Linked DNA regions of Mus musculus: regions 1, 2, 3, 4, 6 and 7 are each linked to region 5. Evidence: chromatin contacts called from public HiChIP or PLAC-seq and promoter capture Hi-C data. All regions are on one chromosome and are shown on one strand. Each heading gives the region's core, a stretch centred on a gene start, on an enhancer-like site or on the middle of the called end of the contact. The rest is flanking DNA. Distances are from core to core; before and after follow the strand shown.

The links. Promoter capture Hi-C pulls out the DNA fragments that hold promoters and counts their contacts. HiChIP or PLAC-seq counts read pairs in DNA pulled down with a chosen protein or histone mark.
Region 1: a promoter capture Hi-C map of hippocampal neurons shows a contact between it and region 5, with 7 times the contacts expected there. The contact joins the promoter of Cbx2 here to the promoter of Cant1 in region 5. A contact is called at or near these places in 10 of 39 promoter capture datasets (the 3T3-L1 cell line, 3T3-L1-derived adipocytes, the C10 cell line and 5 more), 2 of 484 Hi-C or Micro-C datasets (cortical neurons and embryonic stem cells) and 8 of 115 datasets of contacts at active chromatin or transcription factors (astrocytes, embryonic forebrain, embryonic hindbrain and 5 more).
Region 2: a contact with region 5 is called in a FOXA1 HiChIP or PLAC-seq map of pancreatic cancer cells. The contact joins the promoter of Tbc1d16 here to the promoter of Cant1 in region 5. A contact is called at or near these places in 3 of 39 promoter capture datasets (embryonic stem cells, hippocampal neurons and stem cell-derived epiblast-like cells) and 5 of 115 datasets of contacts at active chromatin or transcription factors (astrocytes, bone marrow-derived macrophages, embryonic forebrain and 2 more).
Region 3: a contact with region 5 is called in a promoter capture Hi-C map of pre-B cells, with 2.9 times the contacts expected there. The contact joins the promoter of Syngr2 here to the promoter of Cant1 in region 5. A contact is called at or near these places in 2 of 39 promoter capture datasets (neutrophils and pre-B cells), 1 of 115 datasets of contacts at active chromatin or transcription factors (microglia) and 1 of 9 other capture datasets (adipose tissue).
Region 4: a promoter capture Hi-C map of pre-B cells shows a contact between it and region 5, with 2.4 times the contacts expected there. The contact joins the promoter of 2900041M22Rik here to the promoter of Cant1 in region 5. A contact is called at or near these places in 1 of 39 promoter capture datasets (pre-B cells), 1 of 484 Hi-C or Micro-C datasets (CD4 T cells) and 1 of 115 datasets of contacts at active chromatin or transcription factors (memory CD8 T cells).
Region 6: a contact with region 5 is called in a FOXA1 HiChIP or PLAC-seq map of pancreatic cancer cells. The contact joins the promoter of Sgsh here to the promoter of Cant1 in region 5.
Region 7: a contact with region 5 is called in a promoter capture Hi-C map of hippocampal neurons, with 5 times the contacts expected there. The contact joins the promoter of Cbx4 here to the promoter of Cant1 in region 5. A contact is called at or near these places in 7 of 39 promoter capture datasets (the 3T3-L1 cell line, 3T3-L1-derived adipocytes, the C10 cell line and 4 more), 1 of 484 Hi-C or Micro-C datasets (Th1 cells) and 3 of 115 datasets of contacts at active chromatin or transcription factors (forebrain, memory CD8 T cells and pancreatic cancer cells).

What each region holds. Positions count from the first base shown.
Region 1 is chr11:119,021,771-119,024,470 of GRCm38.p6, reverse strand. It overlaps Cbx2 (chromobox 2), which reads right to left and starts at 1,450. Exons shown (of 5, transcript NM_007623.3): 1 at 1,291-1,450; 2 at 1,170-1,213; 3 at 231-296. The coding sequence starts at 1,362. It overlaps Gm35829 (a long non-coding RNA gene), which reads left to right and starts at 632. Exons shown (of 3, transcript XR_389218.4): 1 at 632-1,198.
Region 2 is chr11:119,227,108-119,229,993 of GRCm38.p6, reverse strand. Tbc1d16 (TBC1 domain family, member 16) reads left to right here and starts at 1,495. Exons shown (of 12, transcript NM_172443.3): 1 at 1,495-1,598. It overlaps Ccdc40 (coiled-coil domain containing 40), which reads right to left and starts at 1,422. Exons shown (of 21, transcript NM_001364767.1): 1 at 1,247-1,422; 2 at 832-966. The coding sequence starts at 860.
Region 3 is chr11:117,808,328-117,811,159 of GRCm38.p6, reverse strand. It overlaps Syngr2 (synaptogyrin 2), which reads right to left and starts at 1,493. Exons shown (of 4, transcript NM_009304.2): 1 at 1,357-1,493. The coding sequence starts at 1,455.
Region 4 is chr11:117,609,800-117,612,499 of GRCm38.p6, reverse strand. It overlaps 2900041M22Rik (RIKEN cDNA 2900041M22 gene), which reads right to left and starts at 1,253. Exons shown (of 2, transcript NR_015489.2): 1 at 1,066-1,253; 2 at 1-238. Gm35170 (a long non-coding RNA gene) reads left to right here. Exons shown (of 4, transcript XR_003949818.1): 4 at 1-677.
Region 5 is chr11:118,417,778-118,420,477 of GRCm38.p6, reverse strand. Cant1 (calcium activated nucleotidase 1) reads left to right here and starts at 1,360. Exons shown (of 5, transcript NM_001025617.2): 1 at 1,360-1,548.
Region 6 is chr11:119,354,219-119,356,918 of GRCm38.p6, reverse strand. It overlaps Sgsh (N-sulfoglucosamine sulfohydrolase (sulfamidase)), which reads left to right and starts at 1,409. Exons shown (of 8, transcript NM_018822.3): 1 at 1,409-1,522. The coding sequence starts at 1,435. Slc26a11 (solute carrier family 26, member 11) reads right to left here and starts at 1,362. Exons shown (of 17, transcript NM_178743.3): 1 at 1,284-1,362; 2 at 1-111. The coding sequence starts at 68.
Region 7 is chr11:119,084,915-119,087,655 of GRCm38.p6, reverse strand. It overlaps Cbx4 (chromobox 4), which reads left to right and starts at 1,419. Exons shown (of 5, transcript NM_007625.2): 1 at 1,419-1,707; 2 at 1,856-1,899. The coding sequence starts at 1,639.

The DNA of each region.
Region 1 (2,700 bases), core at 201-2,700, 600 kb before region 5:
TGGCACACGCACACCGTGGCAGGGGCAGAGGTGTGCTTTTTACAACAAGCTTCCAGCTTCAAGTGCTATTAGTGCCGACCAAAAGCTACTCCACAGAAAAGGCCAAGAGAAACCAGAGGCTGTCTGTGAGGCCTTAAAGTGCTCCACCACAGGCTTCCCCACACCACAGCCCCAGGCCACTGTGTCACCAGCCAATTCCACCCAACTCTCCCCTCCTCCAGAGTTCTCACTTCTTCTGGAAGGCTAGGAGCAGCCTCGGGTCCAAAATGTTCTCTTCTGGCTCCCAGCTGTTGTGTCTGGAAAAGCAAAGCAAAGGGGGGTGGGCGGGCTGGTGAGCAGCATCCAGGTGGGCTGCCGGGGACAGCTCCCACAGCCCCGCTGGGACAAGGGGCACTGCGGCAGAGGCTGTCCTCTGAGGTCTTAGAAGTCCTTAAAGTTAGTTAGCATCCCAGCCTCAAACCCACAGGCAAACTGCCACCTCAAACCCCAGCAGGCCAGGAGAGGACTCGACAGTCTACACTGGGAGGAAAACAAACCCCAACAAAGAGCAAAGCTGCCGAGGGAATCCCCTGGGCCTGGCCCGGAGCCAGGGAGGGGAGGGAAGGCAGGTAGGGGAGGGGGAGCCGGGGGGCACAGACGGAACAAAGTGGAGGATACCACCGAGAGCGCGGGCAGGGCACCGGGTTTGGGGAGTGGTATCTGGAGGGGATGGGGCTCAGGAAGGAGGGTGGCGGGGCAGCTACAAAGGAAGCCCTTTCCGGAGAAGGCCGGGTCCCCGTCCCTCATTGAGAAGAAAGCAAGCTCGGGCCGGGGGTAGGAGTAGGTGGGGGAGCCCTCCCACCAGTAGGAAGCTCAGGTTACAGCAGGATAACTTGGGCAAGGGGAGGGGGCCCGCGTCCCGCGCCAGCCGCGGCCAGCTCCTGGGCGGGGGCGCATGCAACAAATGGGCGCCAGAAGCGCGCGGCGCGGAGGCGGGCCGGGCTCCAGGGACTCGGGGCTGGAGGCCGCCCTGCTCGCTCCCCGTGGGCTCGTAAACAAAGGGCAGCGCCAGTCGGCCAGAGTCCTCTGGGTCCCGAGGCACAGGACTTCCCGCCCGGGCCTGCGATGCGAGGGTTCCCACCCAGGCCGGGAGGCGCGCGCGGGAAGGCGGCCGCGCACCGGAGACTCACTTGGAGGACCAGCCGCGCCACTTGACCAGGTACTCCAGCTTGCCCTGCGGAGAGATAAGAGCGGGCGGTTAGCCCCGCAGAGCGCCAGGCGCACGCGGGGAGCGGGCGGGGGCTCACGCACCTTGCGGAGCCGCTTGCTCAGGATGCACTCGGCGGCGAAGACCTGCTCGCCCACGCTGCTCAGCTCCTCCATGCCGCCGCCCGCCGCGGCCCGCGCCCCGCAGACCCCGGCTCACTGCTGCACACAAAGCGCCGCCCCCGCCGCGCCCCGCCCCGCGCACGCGCGCCGGAGTCGCCCGCGCTGCTCTACCCGCAGCCGCCGGGCCAATAGGCGCGCCGGGCGCGCGGGGCGGGGCGCGCATTGTTCGTGGTAGCCGCGGCGGGGACCAGTCCGTGGGGTTGGGCGCTCTCTGCACTGTGTCGGGAGGCTGCGTGCTCCGGGAATCCTGGGGTCCGGCCGCTCCGGATCGCAGGTCCCTGCGGAAAGCTATTGTTTGGCCAGAGGGCGGCGAAGCGGGGAGCACGCGGCGCTTCTTGCCCCCGCCAGTGAGGGGCGCTGCTCCCCACTAGTCCTCTACCAGTCAGGGGTACAAAAAGAGTGGAAAAGTACGGGGTTCGGGAGGGGACACCGAAAAAGGAGCCTCGAAACTCTACTTAAGGTTGTAGATGAAAAATTCAGGTCACTGGAAGAAGACTGAACTCCGAACTCTTAACTAAAGAGTTGTGAAAATGGGACCTAGTTCCCCGACTTTTAGTACGCGCGTGGGGACACAACCAACTTGATTTTTTTCTTAGTTTATTTCACGATTTTGGTGACGTCGACGTGGGCCAGAGGGATCGGTGTGCAGACTTGGGTGTAACTGGATTCTTGTCACTGCTTGCTAGCTCTGCTAGTAAAGTCCTTTGGATCAATTTCCAGGGGTGGCCCCGGTCCTCCCAGGTCGCCATGGCTTAGGCGCCCTACCCATTTATTTTCCCGCTCAGACATAAATTCCGTTGAACAGTCTCCTTTGTAAGTTTTGAAGCGAGTCAAGCACATGATGAAAGAAGCGTTCTCTCATTTAATAAAGCAGAATCCAATGAAAATTCGCTTTCTGGTTTTGCCTCTTTCTTGAACAGGCTGCGAATCCAAAGTCACACCTTTGTAGGACCTTGTCTTCACGTAACCGTGAACCTATTTATGAAGGAGTAATATCTTTTGGTTGTAAAGCTTTCTGCCCTAAGAAACGAATATCGGGAAACCACTGGGTTTTAGGGTATTCTTCAGTTTAGTTGGTTGGTTAAATCTGCTTTGGAAAGAGCTCGCAGCTGTTTGCAGAGGGGGCAGGGAAAGAGACATTTTTTTTCCTTCTTTTTTCCTTCTTGAGAGCGCAATGATTGCTCATTTAGGTGCTTGGTGCAGTAGTGGATGAAGCAAGGGGGAAGAGAGCCGCTGAAGTCTCCCAGACAGCTCTTTTTGTCCCTGTTCAGATCAGCTGGGCAGTAAATGGTTGCGCTGTACAAAGGTGTGCTTATTGTAATCCTATAAATA
Region 2 (2,886 bases), core at 246-2,745, 810 kb before region 5:
GCTAGCTTTCTAAAAAACAAACGAATACAGATTTCTGCTTCACAGACAATGAGAGCTTGGGCTATTCCCCCCTCTGCTTCCCAGCACCACTGGAGCAGGCATTTTGTGCACCTGCCTTTGCTCAGAATCTTTGCATTTCAAGTCTTCCCCAAGTTGGAGCTCATTCTATACCTGTGGCTTCACAGTTAGCCTTCTCGTGGGATATACTCTGGATGTGTTTCCATGGGTGTCCATAAGGACTTTAACTATATGAAACAACCCAGAAAAGTCTGAGCAAATAGAACTGTTTAAACTTGCTTTTGTTTTGCACAAAACCTAAAACAGTGCCGGCAACAGCATTTTGGGGTTCACTCAGTGATGGGGATCAGTCTATCCCTCAAGACCATGATGGGGGTGAGGGGAATCCATCTTGCAGGGGGAGGTATGGGCCTAGCCCAATCCCAACGGAGCTACTGCTCCTCCTTTCTTCCCACTCTTGTAATACTGAACGGCGTCCCATCCATCCAAGTCCTGCTTTGCAGCGGGTTTATCAAGCATGATGGTTGCCATGGTTACCGCGGGGCGTTAAAGTCTGTAGTCCAGGAGAAGCAGGGGCTAGGAGTAAGGAATGATGGGGGGTGGGGGGCGCTTGAAAAGGACAAAGAACAGAAGGTGCAAGAGATAGGGGACATGGGGGAGCGTGGGTTGGGTAGTGTAGGACAGGTCCAGAAAGTGGAGAAGAGCGGGAAGGGGCACAGAAGTGAAGGAGAAGGCGGTCCGGGTGGGGGTACCTGCGTGCAGAAATTTAGTGAAAACATCTGGTGGGTTTATTATCCCTCCTGCGGGGCTTACCCGTCAGCCTGGTCCTCCGGCTCCGCCATCTCTCGTTGCTAGGCTACGCCATCAACATCCGGCGAAGTCTGGACCGCGTGCTCCAAGACCGCAGGAGGCGGGGTCTGGCAGCGTCCATCGATTCACACAGAAACACTAAGCAAACACATTAAAGAACAAATGTGTTTTGCCTGTCCGTCGCCATGTGTCCCAGACTTTCCCGGCTGGACTTAGTTCCCGTAGAGTGACCCTGATGATGTTCAGGGACTCAAAGAAAGTGGCAGGCAGGTTGGGGATGCTGGGTCCGGGAAACGCGCCTAGCTCTGGCTCTTCCACTTCCAGCTTTGGGTTACTCAAGAACCAGTACCTTTTGGGGAGCATCATTCCTTCGTAACCCTAAGTTTGAGAAATAGAAATGCAAGGGGTGAGCGCATACATGGGTACAGGGAGGCCCTGCCTTTCGGATCGAGGGCACAGGGCTCCCATCCAGGGCAGGGTCCGGGGTACTAGGCGCGTGGCGAGATCCTGCAGAGTCAGCAGAAAGCCCCGAGCAGGGGTCGACGGATGCGCAGGACCCTGAGGTTGGAGTTAGTGCCTGGCGTTCCGGGCTGAGCGGGGCTGGGCCCCGGGGCGGAGCGAGGCGGAGCGGGGGCGGAGCGGAGGCGGAGCGGGGACGGCCTCTCCATATTCCCTCCCCGCCGCGCCTCGCTTTCGGCGGCGGTGGCAGTGGCGGCGGCGGTGGTGGCTCCTGGAGCCGGCGCGTGTCCAGCCCTCGCGGCGGGACCCGGGTGGGTATCAGGGTTCTTCTGGGATCGCGGGCCGGGGATTTTGGGGTCCACTCGGGACGACGTGGCGGTTCCTGGGTACCCTGGAATCTGCACGCACCGGACCCGGGCCTGCTGCGCGGGGGTCCGGGAGTGGCTGGGGGACCGGCTCTGGGCTCTGGGCGGGGGCGATGCGGAGGAACCCGGATCTTGCTGGGGACGCCCTGGGAACTCCACCCTCGAGTGAGACTCTCTGCTTTGGGAGTGGGCCCACTCGAGGAGACTCGGTCCTCGCCTGTCTGGAGCTGTGGGCCGGGGCACTTGCGGTCTTTGTCTTGCTGGCTGGTCTGAGCATGCGAAGAACTTATGGGGTTCCTGCACTGTCAGACAGAGCCCCCAAGGTGTGCCATGCCCTCCTGGGGCGTGTGCGGTCTTAGCGTTGGGGCACTAGGGGGAAATGGTCAGGGCTATTTAAGAGGCCCCATGTCAGGATCCTCGCTTCTTTTTTAGCCTGCGCGCCTCTCTCTCTCTCTCTCTTTCCTCAAAAGAAAGAAAGAAAAAAAGGGATAGTATAAAAAGAAAAAAGGGCAATTTAAGATTGCTAAAAATAACCCACGGAACCCTGCCAGAACGCGCGGTGAGAAAAGCCTGTTCCTCCGAAGTCGGTGTCACATGTTGGCCACAATCTAGTCCAGGTTCCGTTCAGAAATAGGGGAATAGAAAAGCGTCTCTTGACTCTGTTAAAGTTTGTTCCATGGACTCTGTCAACTTCCTTTATCAGGAAAGAGAGAGAGAGGGGAAGTGTCCTGTCACCAAGCATACTGGTCAGAACATGGGTGCAAAGAGCCGGGGACTAGGGGCTCCACTCTAAATCTTAATAACTGATCAAAGAATTTAAAAGAAACTATGTATGTAGCTCTTGGAAGAAATATTGACATTAACCTTGATAGCGAATATTGAACTTAGTGGTGCGGTGACTTTGGGCACAGGGGCCGGCTAAGATTCACCCATTGGGAATTTACCAGAGTTGGTTCTTAGCTGGTTGCTGGGGATGGATCTCTTAGCTGAGCAGTACTTATGGGTTTTTTCTCTGTTTGTTTGTTTTGTCCCCCCCCCCCCCCCATAGCTTTCTGGTGAGTGGAATGTCTTGAGTATAGCTAGGAAGTTCTTCTTGGGAACTGTTGACTCTCCTGGCAATCACGGTGTCTGTTAACAGCCTCGGATCACCATGTGTGGGTTTTCGTTGTGCGAAAACAGGCCCGTGAAAGAGCTGCAGTTTATAAGCTTTCAAAACCACATTTTTTATTATGAC
Region 3 (2,832 bases), core at 244-2,743, 610 kb after region 5:
CAAAATCACGGAGGTGAAACTCAGTGTTTCATCTAACCCTCACCCCAACACCCTGCCCCAAGTCAACTCTACAGCATCAACCAATATCTTCCAGAACACCCTTCAACAGCTGCCCTATTTCCCTCCAAGACTCCCCCTAAAGCAAGAGACTCCCCAGTCAGCCAGCCTTCTCCCTACAAGGACTTCCGGCTTCTTTGGCACGTCGGCCCCTCCCCTCCAGAGAACTACTAGTCTCCACCCCCACAACGGTTCCCCTCAGAGCAAGGTTCTTGGGGTGGTCAGATCCACAGCCAGACTCAGATCCCGCAGGAGCCAGGACAGAGGTGGGAAAGTCACCAGCAGAGACTGGCCAAAGTTTGGAAAGCAGCTCCTTTGGAATCGTCCTAGTCATTTCGCTTCCTCCCCACACCCTAAGGCCACCGCCAAGCCCACGTCAAGGCGGCAGATGCAACTGAGTCTGTGGGCACCTGGCTGCCTCCAGACTTGCAGGACCAGAGCGATCCTGCGGGGACGCTCTCAATAGGATTGTGGAACTGGCAGTCACAAGCCCCGCCCCCAGCTGTGGATGAAGCCGGAACTCCAGGACTGGGCGCGGAGTATGGGTCAGGGCTCCTGGCACTGCCATCCTGACTGACAGGGTACAACCCAGGACGGAGTCACTAGATTCCACCGCTAGGCTGGGAGATTCCGGGGAGCCAGGGCACCTCCAAGGCTCCAGGCCCAGACCCCCTGGGCGCAGTGGGGCCACCCTCAATCTGGCAGCTAAAGTCTCAGTTTTCAGTGTTTTCATCCCAAGGTATGGAAAGCTGCCCCCGCACGCCTGGTACAAGGGGGCTCGCCCCGCTTCTGGGAAGGGAGTGCATTTGGTGGGAAAGCAGACCTGTTGCTAGCCTCTGAGAGGGAAGGAAACTCTCCTTCAGAGTGCCAGGCCAATCCCCCTCCTCGCACCCCACGTGGCTGCAGAAAGTCCCTTCCAGGTGAATTCCCTAGGCTGGGAGCCGCGGCGTGCCGGCCACCTGCTGTGCCGTGCCCCTCTCCGGTCCCTCCCAATGCCAACAAGGCGACAGGCCTGCCTCCCCGGAGAACTTCGGGGACGTCCCGCACCAGAGCGGCCTGGACCAGTGGTCCAGGGTGCGGCGGGGCCCGGCCCGGAGTTGGGGAGACAAGGTCCGGAGTGGAACAGGCGACAAAACCCACGGGCTGGAGGGGACAGAGACGCGGAGGGGCACGGGGCCCCGCGCTCTCCGAAAGGCCCAGGACGCGCAGCCGCCGCCACCTGTCGCGCTCTGCGGCCCGCGGCCCCACGGGCCCTGGTAGCCAGGACGCCCGGCTCCGGGTCCTCGCTGGTGGACTCACCATGCTCACGAGGCGCGTCACCACCTGAGGCTGAGACAGGAAGCGCCGCAGGTCGAAGGAGCCGCCCGCGTTGGCCGCGCCATAGGCCCCGCTCTCCATGTCGCTTTCGCCACCGAGCCGCGGATGGCCGGGAACTAGCCGGATTGCCCCGCCCCGCCCACGGGGGCGGGTCCGGCCGCCGACAGGGCGGGGCCAACCGCCGGGAAGTAGCCCCTCCAAACTCGTGGAAGTTGGCAGCAAAACTTGGAGCTCGCAGGAGGCGCCAGGGTGCGGAAGGGGGAGGAAAAGCTCACCCCTGGGAAATATGTCCTACTGAGTTCATCCAGAAAGGATCAAAGAGTCCCCAAGAAGAGACATCCTAGGCGGCTCCCACTTTACTCTTACTTACACAGTGCCCTGGTGAAGGTCCTCTCCCATAAGCCCTCCAGACACCCAAATCCCACCAATCCAGAATCCAGGCTCGTAAATACCTGGATGTCACTTCACCATTCTGCTCCAGACCAAAGGACTGGGGCATAAGCTCTTGCCTAGCACATCAGAGGCCCCCAGTTCCAACCTCTGGACTACTGTAGTAATTAATAACTATGGCCCCCACAGTTCTGGCTACTCTTTGCTCTGGAGCTAAGCCTGAAAGCCAAAGGGCTCTGAAGGGCAGATTTCTAGACATCGTGATCACATGCTGCAAAGTACCTGGTGGCTGTTGTCTCAGGAAGAGAAAGAGGGCAGGAGAATAAGGAGTTCAAGACAACCCTGAGCTATCTGAGATCTAGTCTCAAGTACACACATACTGAGGATTGTAATTTTAAAAATTAAAACAAATGAGATCACTAGGTCATAGACTCCAGCTCCCCCTGTCCCCCAATAACATTTAGAAAGGGAACCTGATGCTTAATCGGAAGGGGTCGTGTGTCAACCCAGGGCTTCACCTTGGCCGCCAAGAGGCCTCCAGATATCCTTCTGTTGACAACACAAATTTGTTCCCAAGGAGACCATGGCTGTTGAGGGGTGTAGAGGGCTGAGAAGTGACACAGAATGGAGTCATGACAAGATGGCTTTACCACAGTCACTTCAATGGATAATGAATAATGAGACAGACTCACCTCAGTAATGAGGGGGGCTGGACAATAAGGAAACTGAGGCAGAAGCCTGCCCCACCAGAAGGGTCACCACTCGGGAGAAGACAGGAGTAGGCACAAGAGAGACTGGGCCTTCTAACAGTCTATCTGCGTCTATTTGCACCCTCCCCACACTAACAGAGCCTGTGACAAGCCGCTGGTAGGTGAGCCCAGGGCTACCTCCTAAAATCTGTTCATACACGCCATGAGTGTTTGATGAAGGAGAACTGGCTGTCAGGACTTTCCTACAAAGCCTCCCTTTCTCTCTCTCTCTCTCTCTCTCTCTCTTTCTCTCTCTCTCTCTCTCTCTCTCTCTCTCTCTCTCTCTCTCTCTCTCTCTCTCTTTCCTACACAGAGAAAC
Region 4 (2,700 bases), core at 4-2,503, 810 kb after region 5:
GGTGCTGACTCCACACTATGCAGACCGGCCAACCCCAGGTAACAGGACTGCAGTAGGAAGGGAAGCTCTTCAGTCTCCTGGCTCCCACCGATGTGGTTTCTGCTCTGGATCTGCCGCAGCCAGCCAGGTACCAACGCCACCTGCATGTAGCTCAGGGACATCAAAGCTGTTGAGAACGTTTTCCCACTGAACTGAGCCTGGGTGGGTCCTTCACCTGTTCTTGACATTCTTCCTGAATCTGGAAATTGAGGACATGCTTGTGTGACTATCGTGTCACATGGTGGCCACCAGATTGTTCTCCATGACTCCTGCCACCTTTGTGTCTGAAGGTGGGACTGTGCCTGACCAAATGACCATGATACCCACCCCCCGCCCTCCACCCCATGCTGGCTTTGGCAAAGCAGCTGGATAAGCTCTGAGTTGCTGATAGAGGGGGCTATTTAGCCAGAAGTAGAGTGTGGTCTCCATCTGATCGTCAGCAAAGAAACAGGTCCAACAGCCCACATAGTGCGAGCCTGACAGCCCACAAGGAACTGACAGACACCAACTGGCTGAGTTGAAGATGGATCTTTCTTTCAGACGATTAGCAGTTCAGACTAGGATGGCAGCTTCATGAGAGCACAAGTGGAGGACCTGGCCAGAGGCTTGGACCCCTGAACCTCACTGTTTTGTTTTAAGCTCACTGTCTTGGTGTCATTTGTTACAAAGTATCTGGGAGCTAGTCTGCAGTCCTGTGAAGTTGAACACAAAATGATGAGCTATGATATCAAGACAGCAGCCACCCTGGTCAGGTCTCTCTCTCTCTCTCTCTCTCTCTCTCTCTCTCTCTCTCTCTCTCTCTGCTGACTAGCAAGGCTGGCACTAGGAAACAGTGTCTGAGATACGGGATCTGAAGCAGGTTCCTGGAGAAGACTCCAGAGCTATCACATCTTTGCTGGGTGATAACGGGTAAATGGTCTGACTAGCACATGCCCAAGCTTCCGACTTGGAAGGTGGAACTGGTGCTGGTCTGTCCTTTTTCTCATAAAAGGGATAAAGAAAGCAGCCTCCTAACCAAATACTCACCCTGCACTGCCGGAGAGATCCCAGCTTTTAGGACAGCTCGGAAGGCATCTGCGCGGTGCAGCTGCAAGGCGTGGTCTTGTGTGTTTTGCCGAGGGAGAAGTGGAAGCCCAGAGAAGTTAAAAGGAAGCACAAGACCATATAACCAATCAGCGGGCCAGCTCAACTAGCCTCATAGCTCTACTTCTAATGGGTGTGTGATGGGCGGGGCAGACTCCTGCAAGCCCGTCCTTTCTGAGGTCCGAGGTGTTCCTGCAGCGTGTAGAGTGGGCGGAGCTTCCAGGAGATCCCTGGTGGGGCGTCCTCCTAGAGCCTGGGGAGTTTGGAATCTTTGTGCCTCTTTATTAGACTTGCATAGCCCAGACTGGCCGAGCCTGAGAAGTGAATTTTTCTGTATTAAATAATTTTCCTGTTCCTGATAAGATCCAGCAACAAAAGGAGTCTAAGGAAGGAAAGGGTTGTTTGGTTCACAGTTCAAGGTCATTGTGGGGATGGTGTGAAAGCCAGAGTGGGAGACAGCTGGTCACATGGCATCCTCTGTCAGGAAGCAGAGAGAGACAGAGACAGAGAGAGAGAGGAGAGAGAGAGAGAGAGAGAGAGAGAAAGAGAGAGAGAGAGAGAGATGCTGGTCACATGACATCCTCAGTCAGGAAGCAGAGAGATGGATGCTGGTCACATGACATCCTCAGTCAGGAAGCAGAGAGAGAGATGGATACTGGTGCCAGGCTCTGTTCCTCCTTTTTGTTTAGTCCAAGACCCCAGCCCAGGAGGATTGTATCCAGTTCTCAATTCTGTCAAGTTAACAAGATTCATCTTTACATTCTCTGTCTCTCTCCCTCATAGGCCAAAGGCATGCATCTTGGGCTGTGCACACAGGGGCTGTGCTGGCAGCTTCTGGCCCACGTGAACCCACAGTGAAGCCCGAAGCAAGCTGTGGGCAGGAGGGCAGCAGGAAATGCTTATCCTGCAGGCTTCTGCAGAGCGGGTTCTAGTTTATACGATCTTCATGGGAGTCTTCCTTTGTGGCTGGTGGGTCATTCTCATTTCCACATCTGTGTTAATTAGCTCTAAAAGCATAGGAGGTGTAGGTTTTAATCTGATTGGTTGCCTGATCACATACTACAGGCTAGGGGCTGAAACCACAGTCACTGAGAGGGAGGAGGGAAGAGGGAGGAGGGAGCTGTCTGTTGTCTCCTCGAGCTCCATTCTGAGGACCAGCTTGGGCTACTTTTCCTGTTGAAATGACAAGACAACCTAATGGAGCAAGGATTTACTGTGGTGCATGGTTTGAGAGTGCAGTCCTGGCGTGGTGTGGAGTCTGAGGCAGGGGCCAGGTAGCATCTGTGAGCAGGAAGCAGAGATGAGTCTAGGCACTCAGCTCATGTTCTCCTTGTTATTCAGCTCAAGTCCACAGCCCATAGAACGGTGCCACCCACATCCAGGGACGGTCTTCTTACCTCAGCTAAGCCAATCTAGAAGACTCCTCCCTCACAGACATGCGCAGAGGTTGGCACCCTAGGTGATTCTAGATGCTGTCAAGTTTGACCATGAATTGTAACGAAGACAGAGCCCTGTGCTCAAGACTTCTTGTACTGGCTTTAATTATCTCCTAAAGGGTTTGCTTCTACACACAGCCTC
Region 5 (2,700 bases), core at 111-2,610:
ATGTTACGAAAATGATGGGTGTGGTGTTGCAATCCTGGTGCAAGGGGTACTAGAGCTTCCTGGGACTCACTGGGGCTCAGTGGCCAGCCAGGCTAGCCTACTCAGCCAGTTCCAGGCCATCCAGAAACCGAGGTTGTCCTCTGGCCTCTAGGGGAACGCAAGTGCACCTGTGAATATATAAACCCACACAGATGCGTGTTCTCTCTCTCTCTCTCTCTCTCTCTCTCTCTCTCTCTCTCTCTCTCTCTCTCTGTGTGTGTGTGTATGTGTGTGTGTGTGTGTGCGCGCGCGCGCGCGCGCGCCCCTGGAACACCGACTCTGCCATCTCTCATAAAGGTTAAGCTGGGCAGAACTGAGCAATGTATTATTTAGAGTTGCACAGCTATGTGTTGTCTGCAAAGGAAGGCTTGAGAAAGATGAGCACAGTATTCGGGACCATGCCTCCCGTTGCAGGTGTAAGGAGAGGAGCTGGGAATTGGAAGGAATACCTAGAGTGCTTTAAAAATCCTACGAGCAATCTGCTATTCCGAGTGGAGAAGCTGTAACAAATAGAAGGTGGCTGATTGGGACTTGGTTTGGTCTGACACGAACATCAGAGAATTCAAGAAAGATGGCCTGCCAACCCAAGCACAGAAGAGGGAACCCAGCACATTTCTATTTTTCACATGTAATTTAGTATATATTCTAACGTTAGTTAGTGTATGTCCCAGAGGACAAAAAGGGGTGGAAGAAAGGGTTGTTTTTCACCGTGTTGGGTTACATATTTTGAATTCGTCCCAACTGTGCATCGGTTACTTCCCAGAAGGCTTTTGGGAGACTCAGGGATGAGGCTGAAGTCAGGAGGCAGGGCTGACTCTCTCCATGGTTGATGAGGGCCTCTTAAAGTCCTTACATGCCACCACTGTCTAGGACTGAGCCGGTATCACACAGCACAGAGCTCAGGGCAAGGCAGGCTGGGAAAAGATGAACCGGGGTCCTCCGTTTGTAAGGGCTATTGACTACAGTCGGCGGCGGGAACACACCACCATCCTCTGGTCCTGCTGTGGAATCTGGTCAGCATTGGCTATGACCAGCTGGAACTGCTCAGAAGAGGGTCTGAGGACTAGGGCGGCAGAGAGGAGTCCTAACTTCTAAACTTCCTGAGACGAAGGTCGGGGGGACCAGGCAAAGAACCCTGAAGCTTAACTGGGGAACGACAGACAACTCCTTTGCTGGATTTCCGCGCCTCAATTACAAGCTCAAGCGAAAAACTACGATTCCCAGCAGCCCGGCGCTCAGTGCGCAGGCGCAGAGCAGAGACTGGGTGGGCGAGTAGAGGAAGACACATAGAGCAAAGGCTGCCGGGAAGACGTGGCTGTAGGCAACCGAGAGTGCGGCGCAGGAAGACACTTAGAGCAGAGGCTGCCGGGAGCGCGCGGCCAGAGTGAGGCGCAGGCGCAGAACAGAGACTGCCGGGAGCGCGCGGCGGGGCGGAAGTGGCCGCCTGCCCTGTCCGGCCCTACGCAGGTAGGCGGCAGCCCGCAGGCTCCGGAGCCAGGCCCTCAGTGGGTGAGTGACGGTGCGCCCGCGGCCGGGTGCCCTCCCTCGCTGTGTTCTGGGGCCTGTTGCCACCCGCATCCGTCCGGCCCGGCCCCAGGCACCTCAAACTCCCCCCCGCAGCTAGGCTGTGACGGGTGCCGGACAGACAGACGTCTTTCCCCCTCTGGCTTGTGTGGGAGACCTCCCCTTTCTGATGAGGGTGCCGTGCTGAAGTAGTGCGAAACTTCTTCCTCTTCTGACTAGCATGCTTCAAATGCCCCTAGCGACAGTACCTTCCCTCCCTCCCTGCCTGGCCTGGGCACGGGCTCTCCAGTTTGGCACTTGATCACCTCTCTAACAGACCCACCTACGCACCCCATCCTCACCTGTAACCGCCCACTTCCTTGCTCCTGTCCTGGCTCTTCTTGCTGTCATCTAAGATTGGACCTTCCCCCTAGGCAGCATAGTGCACTATCCTTTTTTACTACCCGACTACCGACACCCCCTGCTTCTTCTGCACACCCCCTAGTCCCTTTCTGCACATACAACCCTAATCTCGGCTAGACTCTCCCAGCCTCGAAGTCGGGCATCACCTGGTCCATCCTTACAGAGCTTCCTGCCCCTAGCACCTGTGACATTCATACGCCTCCAGTAAACCCAAGCACCTTTCTGCAGTCACTCGGGAGTGCCTCAGTAACCAGCTTCATTTCCCAGTTCCATCTCAGGTCTATATACTGGACAAAGCTTAGACCTGGGAACCTGGTCTCACGGTGTCAGTGGGGCCTGACTGACTAGATCTTACAAGCTCCCAAGACTGTCCTGCATGTACTGCAGACCCTGCCTTGGGAACTCCTTCTCCCTGCCCCTCTGGGGCTTGTCTGAGGACCATCCTTCTGGACTGGGCTACAGGCCCTCCTTTGAGCTGCTCCCTAGACCTCGGCCTAGCAGTCTTGCTGGAACCCGTGAGCACAGCCTACTTCCTTCTGGATAAGACAAGGGATCTCTGTCACATAGAGCCCAGAGCGTCTTTGCTTGGCTAGAGACAGAATTCTGTGTGCTTTCTTGCTTTCTTTGTTCCATTTGACCTGTTATAAAAAAGTAAATGCTTCTTGCAACTGAATGGACCATGTACTGTGACCATATTGTCCCTCAGTCCCCTTTACCACGTAATATGCACCAGTG
Region 6 (2,700 bases), core at 160-2,659, 940 kb before region 5:
ACCCAGGCCAGGACGGGTAGCCTCCTCCTCAGGGCCGTAGCAGAGCAGCAGCATGTGTCTGGTGCCATGTGCAGGCTGGGGGATCTGGTCTGACCCAGACCTTTCACAGAGCTGGGCATGGGTGACATGGAGCAGTGATCAGGGGCTGAGCTTGGGAGAAGGTGGCGTTATCTTCCCAAGGGCGTCAGGAGCATAGCCTGCCTTTTGTGGCAGGGAGGCTGAGCCAGGTGGCTAAGTTTACCAAACCACCATGATCTGGGAAAGGAAGCCAGCAAAATGTGCACATGGGCCTGCACCAAGGATTCAGGGAGGCCTCAGCCTCTCTTTCCCATCTCTGGGCCATAGCCCCTGATCCCAAGCTCTGGTGTCTCTCCACTGTCAACCCCTACCAACCCCCCCTCCCCGCCCCCCGCAAACTAGCTCTTGAGGGGATGCCTAAAGACGACATTTTCACCCCGAAGAACCTGCTCCTTTCTTTTACCCCCTCCCCGGGGAACCTGACTATCCCAGCCCAGAAGAAGCAGGTCCTGCAGGCTCAGGCTTCCTCTGGCCGGCAGAGTGTGTAGGTAGGCAGCCAGGAGGCCCTGAGGAGCCAAGATTTACACCTCACCAAGTGTACACCTCACCACCGCAGAGGGCCACCAAGGTGTTAGGTAGGACTCCACCCACCACTAAGGGCTGCAGTTGGGGGAAAGGGGGTGGGAGTATGTGACATCCCTGAAGTCAAGATTTACCCAGCACCCACTTGTGGCATTCATAGCCCAAGGGTGGGAGGGCTGAAGATTCTACTTTGTTTTCCAAAGACTAACTGAAGCTCTCAAATTAATTCTAGGTACGTAGCATCCGCTAAGATCCTGGCGAACAGACACACACACACACACACACACACACACACACACACACACACACACACACACACACACGTGTCCCAGCCCATAGCTGACTCCTCATTACTGGTCCACACGCCCCAGCCCTGGAAATGACACTCTGGACAAAATCCACTCCTCCCCACCCCCACGCCGCCGCTAGCGCGGGATCCCGGGATCGCGGGGTGGGGTATGGGGGGGGGGGGTTGGGAAACGGAGGCTGAGGTCCCAGTGGGGAACACAAACAAGTCTGAGAACCTGGAGTAAGGCGGCCCGGACTCTAATGGTTTGCGGTAGGGAGGGTTCCCGGAGTAGGGCTCACCCGAGGACTCAGCGCTGGCCCCACAGCTCCTGGTGACCCCAGCCCACACCGCCACACACTCCCTCTCTCCATCACAAGGACCCAGATTCACCCACCGGACGCTGAGACTCAGGGTCTTCCGAAGTGGCGGTAGCTGAGTCCGCAGGAATCTCAGAAACAGAGTGGGCAGGACATGGGCGGGGCCTGCCGTGCACGTGACCGTGGGGAGCGGACGAGCCGGAACCGCTTACCCTGACCGGCGCCGCCATGCACTGCCCGGGACTGGCCTGCTGCACAATTCTGTTGGTCCTGGGACTCTGCGGCGCGCACTCGCGCAACGTGCTACTGATAGTTGGTGAGTGCCGCCGTCCCTGGCACGGCCACCTGCTGCTGCTCCCAGAAGCGGCCACTGGGCTCTTCCCCGCCACTGGCCCATGCTGACCCCGGCGCGCCAATTCCTTGCCGAGCCTCCTGTTGCAGGTCTCTTCCTGGTGACTCTAAATGCGTCTGGCCCTCCCGCTTCTGCCATCCCCAAGCTGGCCAGCATTCCCACATCTGTAGTCAAAGCTGCCAAGGAGACCCGGTGGACCCCGGCTACTCATGCAGACCTCTGATAAGGTTCCAGAAATGAGAATAGCCTGAGTCCCCGAGTTTTTGCAGGATGCCCTGGTCAGTTCTCTTAGCTCCTGGCCCAAAAGTACAGTACTCCAATGCCCACGCAAACCACCAAGTTCCTCCTGCATTCATGAGACTTCCTGTTTGGGTGATCAGTGCCTGGCTTGTGACAGCCCAGGCCTTCTGAGGTCTGGCTCTGGGCCAGGCCCACTCTTCTGATAAACTTTGTGGTATCTGGGCAAGCCAGTTGGTTAATTGTAACATAAACAGTGCTGTCTTTGCAGCACTACCCCCAATCTCTCCAAGGATAGTCTCGAAGATCGGCCTAGGGTGTATATCCACCGGATAGGATTGGCGCTGGAATCCTCTGGAGCCAGTTCGTGTGGCTCTGGAACTTCGGTCCTGTCTCAGCTTGGACAGCCATCACAACAAAACCTGGCAGTCTCAGGGCTAGAGAGGTGGCTCAGTGGTTAGGAGAAGTGGCTGCTCTTCCAGAGGACACAGGTTCAATACTCAGAACCCACATGGCGGCTCACAGGGATCTGTAACTGTTGTATATGTACATGCAGGGAAAATACGGACAAAGCAGAAAATAGAGTCACACTCACGCATGCACACATGCACGCCACACTACAGGCCAGGTTTTTAACAAACCAATGTAAGTCTAACAATTTCATTATATGGAGAGACTGGGTTCAGAGAGCCGGCTCCTCCCTCTGTTTCTGGGGAGGCCTTCCTGGATTGTTGATGACACCTGTCTCATTTCCAAACCTGACAGAGAAATGCCACAGTCCTGTTCGATTGGACCCCACCCTCACTTAACTGTTGAAGACTGGATTCAGATAATGACAGCAGGAATTTTAGGACTGAATGATCAGGGTCAGAGGCAAGAGCTGAGACCTCTGTGTGCAAGCAGCA
Region 7 (2,741 bases), core at 170-2,669, 670 kb before region 5:
ACGCTCAGCCAAGGGATTGCGCAAGCTTCCTGCTCCACGTTCTTCAGGAGCCCTGAGCTGGGGCCCCGGACGCACCACAGGCAAGGCACACCCTTACCCTCCCACTTAGAATGGCATGTTCTCTGTCAAGTCTACCCACTGCGACCCCACGGATCTCCCAGGCCCACTGTGGCGCCCTCGGAAGGCCGCGTCTGGCGCAGCAGCTCCCCCAGCCGGACGCTGGCGCTGAATACCCCTGAACGTGCGGGGCTGGCCGGCTCCGAGGTGCTAAACTTCACACTCCAGGGCTCCAAAGGCCGCGTCAGCAGGGCTTGGCTGTCAGAGACCAGAGGACGGGAATTCAGGAAGACACTGTGGCTCCTTGGCCATTTCCCCTCCCCTTCTCGCAGTCCACTCATCCACCAACCCTCCGCCTCAACATCTACTTGGTCCTCCCCACTCTTACTTTTGAGGCTCTTCCATGAAGCCCCACGAAGTCCCCTTGGACCCCCCAGACTCATTCACCCCCATATTCATTCTCTCTCTCTCTCTCTCTCTCTCTCTCTCTCTCTCTCTCTCTCTCCCCCTCTCTCTCTCTCGCTCTCTCTCTCTCTCTCTCTCTCTTCTCCCAGCATCTCAGACTAAGCAAGAGGCCTTGCTTAGAAACTGCCCCTTCCCCGCGAATGAGTGAACCAAGTGTAAATTAGAAGCCGTTCAGAATCTTGGGTGGCATCGGATTCAGAGCCCCTTTCTGCTGAGGTTCTTGAGTGCTAAATGCCCCGTGGCCAGCTGTTTCTTTGTCCCTGTCTTCGCCTCTCCGTGCTCCTCCACTTGTCCAAGTCCTCAGTCTTCTGGCTCTTTCTCTCCCCACCTCGCGGCCTAAATGCCCAGAGACTGGCGGGGCGGGGCGGTGGGCACCGAGGGTGGGGTCCTGAACTGCCCCCGCCTCCATTCCGCCCCCTGCCGGAAAGTCCCCTGTGCTTCCAGAGCTCTGCTGGACAGATGTAGTTGGGAGCAACTGTAAAGTGCAGCGGGTGCTTCCGTGGCCCCCAGCAGGGATCCCCGGGCCTTGCACAAGCAGAAACAGAGGCCGAGGGTGGGGACGGGAGAGTCCCAAGTGTCCGGCTGCGGATCAGAGTGGGCCCGGTCGAGGTGCCCACCCTGGCCGCCTAGGCAGAGACACCTCTATTCCGCGGCCCCAGCTCACTTTCCCGGCTCTCAGATCCCTCCCCTGCACCTCCCCGCGCCCTCCTCCTCCCCAGCCTCCTCCCGCGCCCTCCTCCTTCCCTGCTGCCCAGACCGGGGGCCTCGGGTAGGCCGGGCTGCGCCAATCCGAGGCGCGTCCCGCCTCCTGACGCCGAGCTGGGCCCTGCGAGGCCCCGCCCGCTGACGTCCGGGATTTGCATGAGTTCTCGTGCCGCGGCGGCCCGGGCTCAGTTGTCTGAGCGAGCGAGCGAGCGAGCGAGCGCGAGCTGAGAGCCGGCGGGTGCAGGCAGCGGCGGCGGCGGCGGCGGCCAGGCTGTTGAGGGGCGAGTGGCGGCGGCGGGGGCCGGGCGCGTGGCGAGGTCCACGCGCAGGATCGTATCGGGGCGCCGGCGGGAGCTAGCTGTGTCTGCAGCCGCGCCGGCCGCTTGCGCCCCTGAGCGCTCGGGTTCGGCCATGGAGCTGCCAGCTGTTGGCGAGCACGTCTTCGCGGTGGAGAGCATCGAAAAGAAGCGGATACGCAAGGTAGGGGTGGCGCGCGGGTGGCGGCGCCGAGGCGCGGGAGCGGCGGCGGGAGCAGCGAGCGAGAGGCGCGGAGGGGGTGGGGAGGCTGCGGGCCGGAGCCGGGGATCCCGCGGAAGCTGATGGAGTGCTGTCTCTTCCCCCCCTACAGGGCAGAGTGGAGTATCTGGTGAAATGGAGAGGCTGGTCCCCCAAGTAAGTGGCGGCGGGGGCCGGGTGCCTCGGCACCAAGCGCCCTGGCCAGCAGACCCGTGGAGCTGGTGGGGTGGTGGGGGAGCGGACGGGAGGCGGGGTGGAGGTGGGGTGGAGAGAGGAGGGGGTGGGGAAGTCGGTGGCAGGCACTGGGAAGCGGAGCAGCCGAGCCCGAGCCGGGCGCCCTGTGTTGTGCTCCGCTCTCCGGGAAATGCCATCACTAATTTATGCGCTAAAAGGAGCCGGAGGAGCTGGAGAGACGCGGGGCCGAGCCCGGGAGGCCGGCGGAGGGAGGGAGGGCGCAGGCACTGACTGATGTGCAGCAGAAAATGGCTCCTTTCCCCTTTCCCTCCACCGAACGGCTCCATATTGCAAAACCAAAAAAAAAAAAAAAAATTTTTTTTAAAAGCGACGAAAATGCAATTGTATGCGTCCTCCCTCCTGGTGGTGCAGGGTAGGGAAGAAAAAAGACAGAAAATGTTGGGAACTGTCACTGCAGCTCTTTCGATGGGGAATTTTTTTTTTAATTTGAAATGCGAAGGCACCGGATGGAGACAGGCGCAGGCACACACACACACACACACACACACACACACACACTCGGAGAGGGAGAGGGAGAGGGAAAGAGAGGCATATTTTTGTACTGCTGAGTATTTGGGGTTTGCTTGCCAGTGACAGCGGTCTCCTGGGCCTTGAGGGGGGCGCTGAGCTGTGAGTTACCGGATTAGGGGTCCAATGCAGACCAGCTGAAGCCCTACTGGAGACTTGGGCTGGGGATAGGGAGGGGGACTGCGACTTTGCTTTTGGGCTGCTTTGCACGGAGGGTTTCTGGAGAGGAAAGTGGC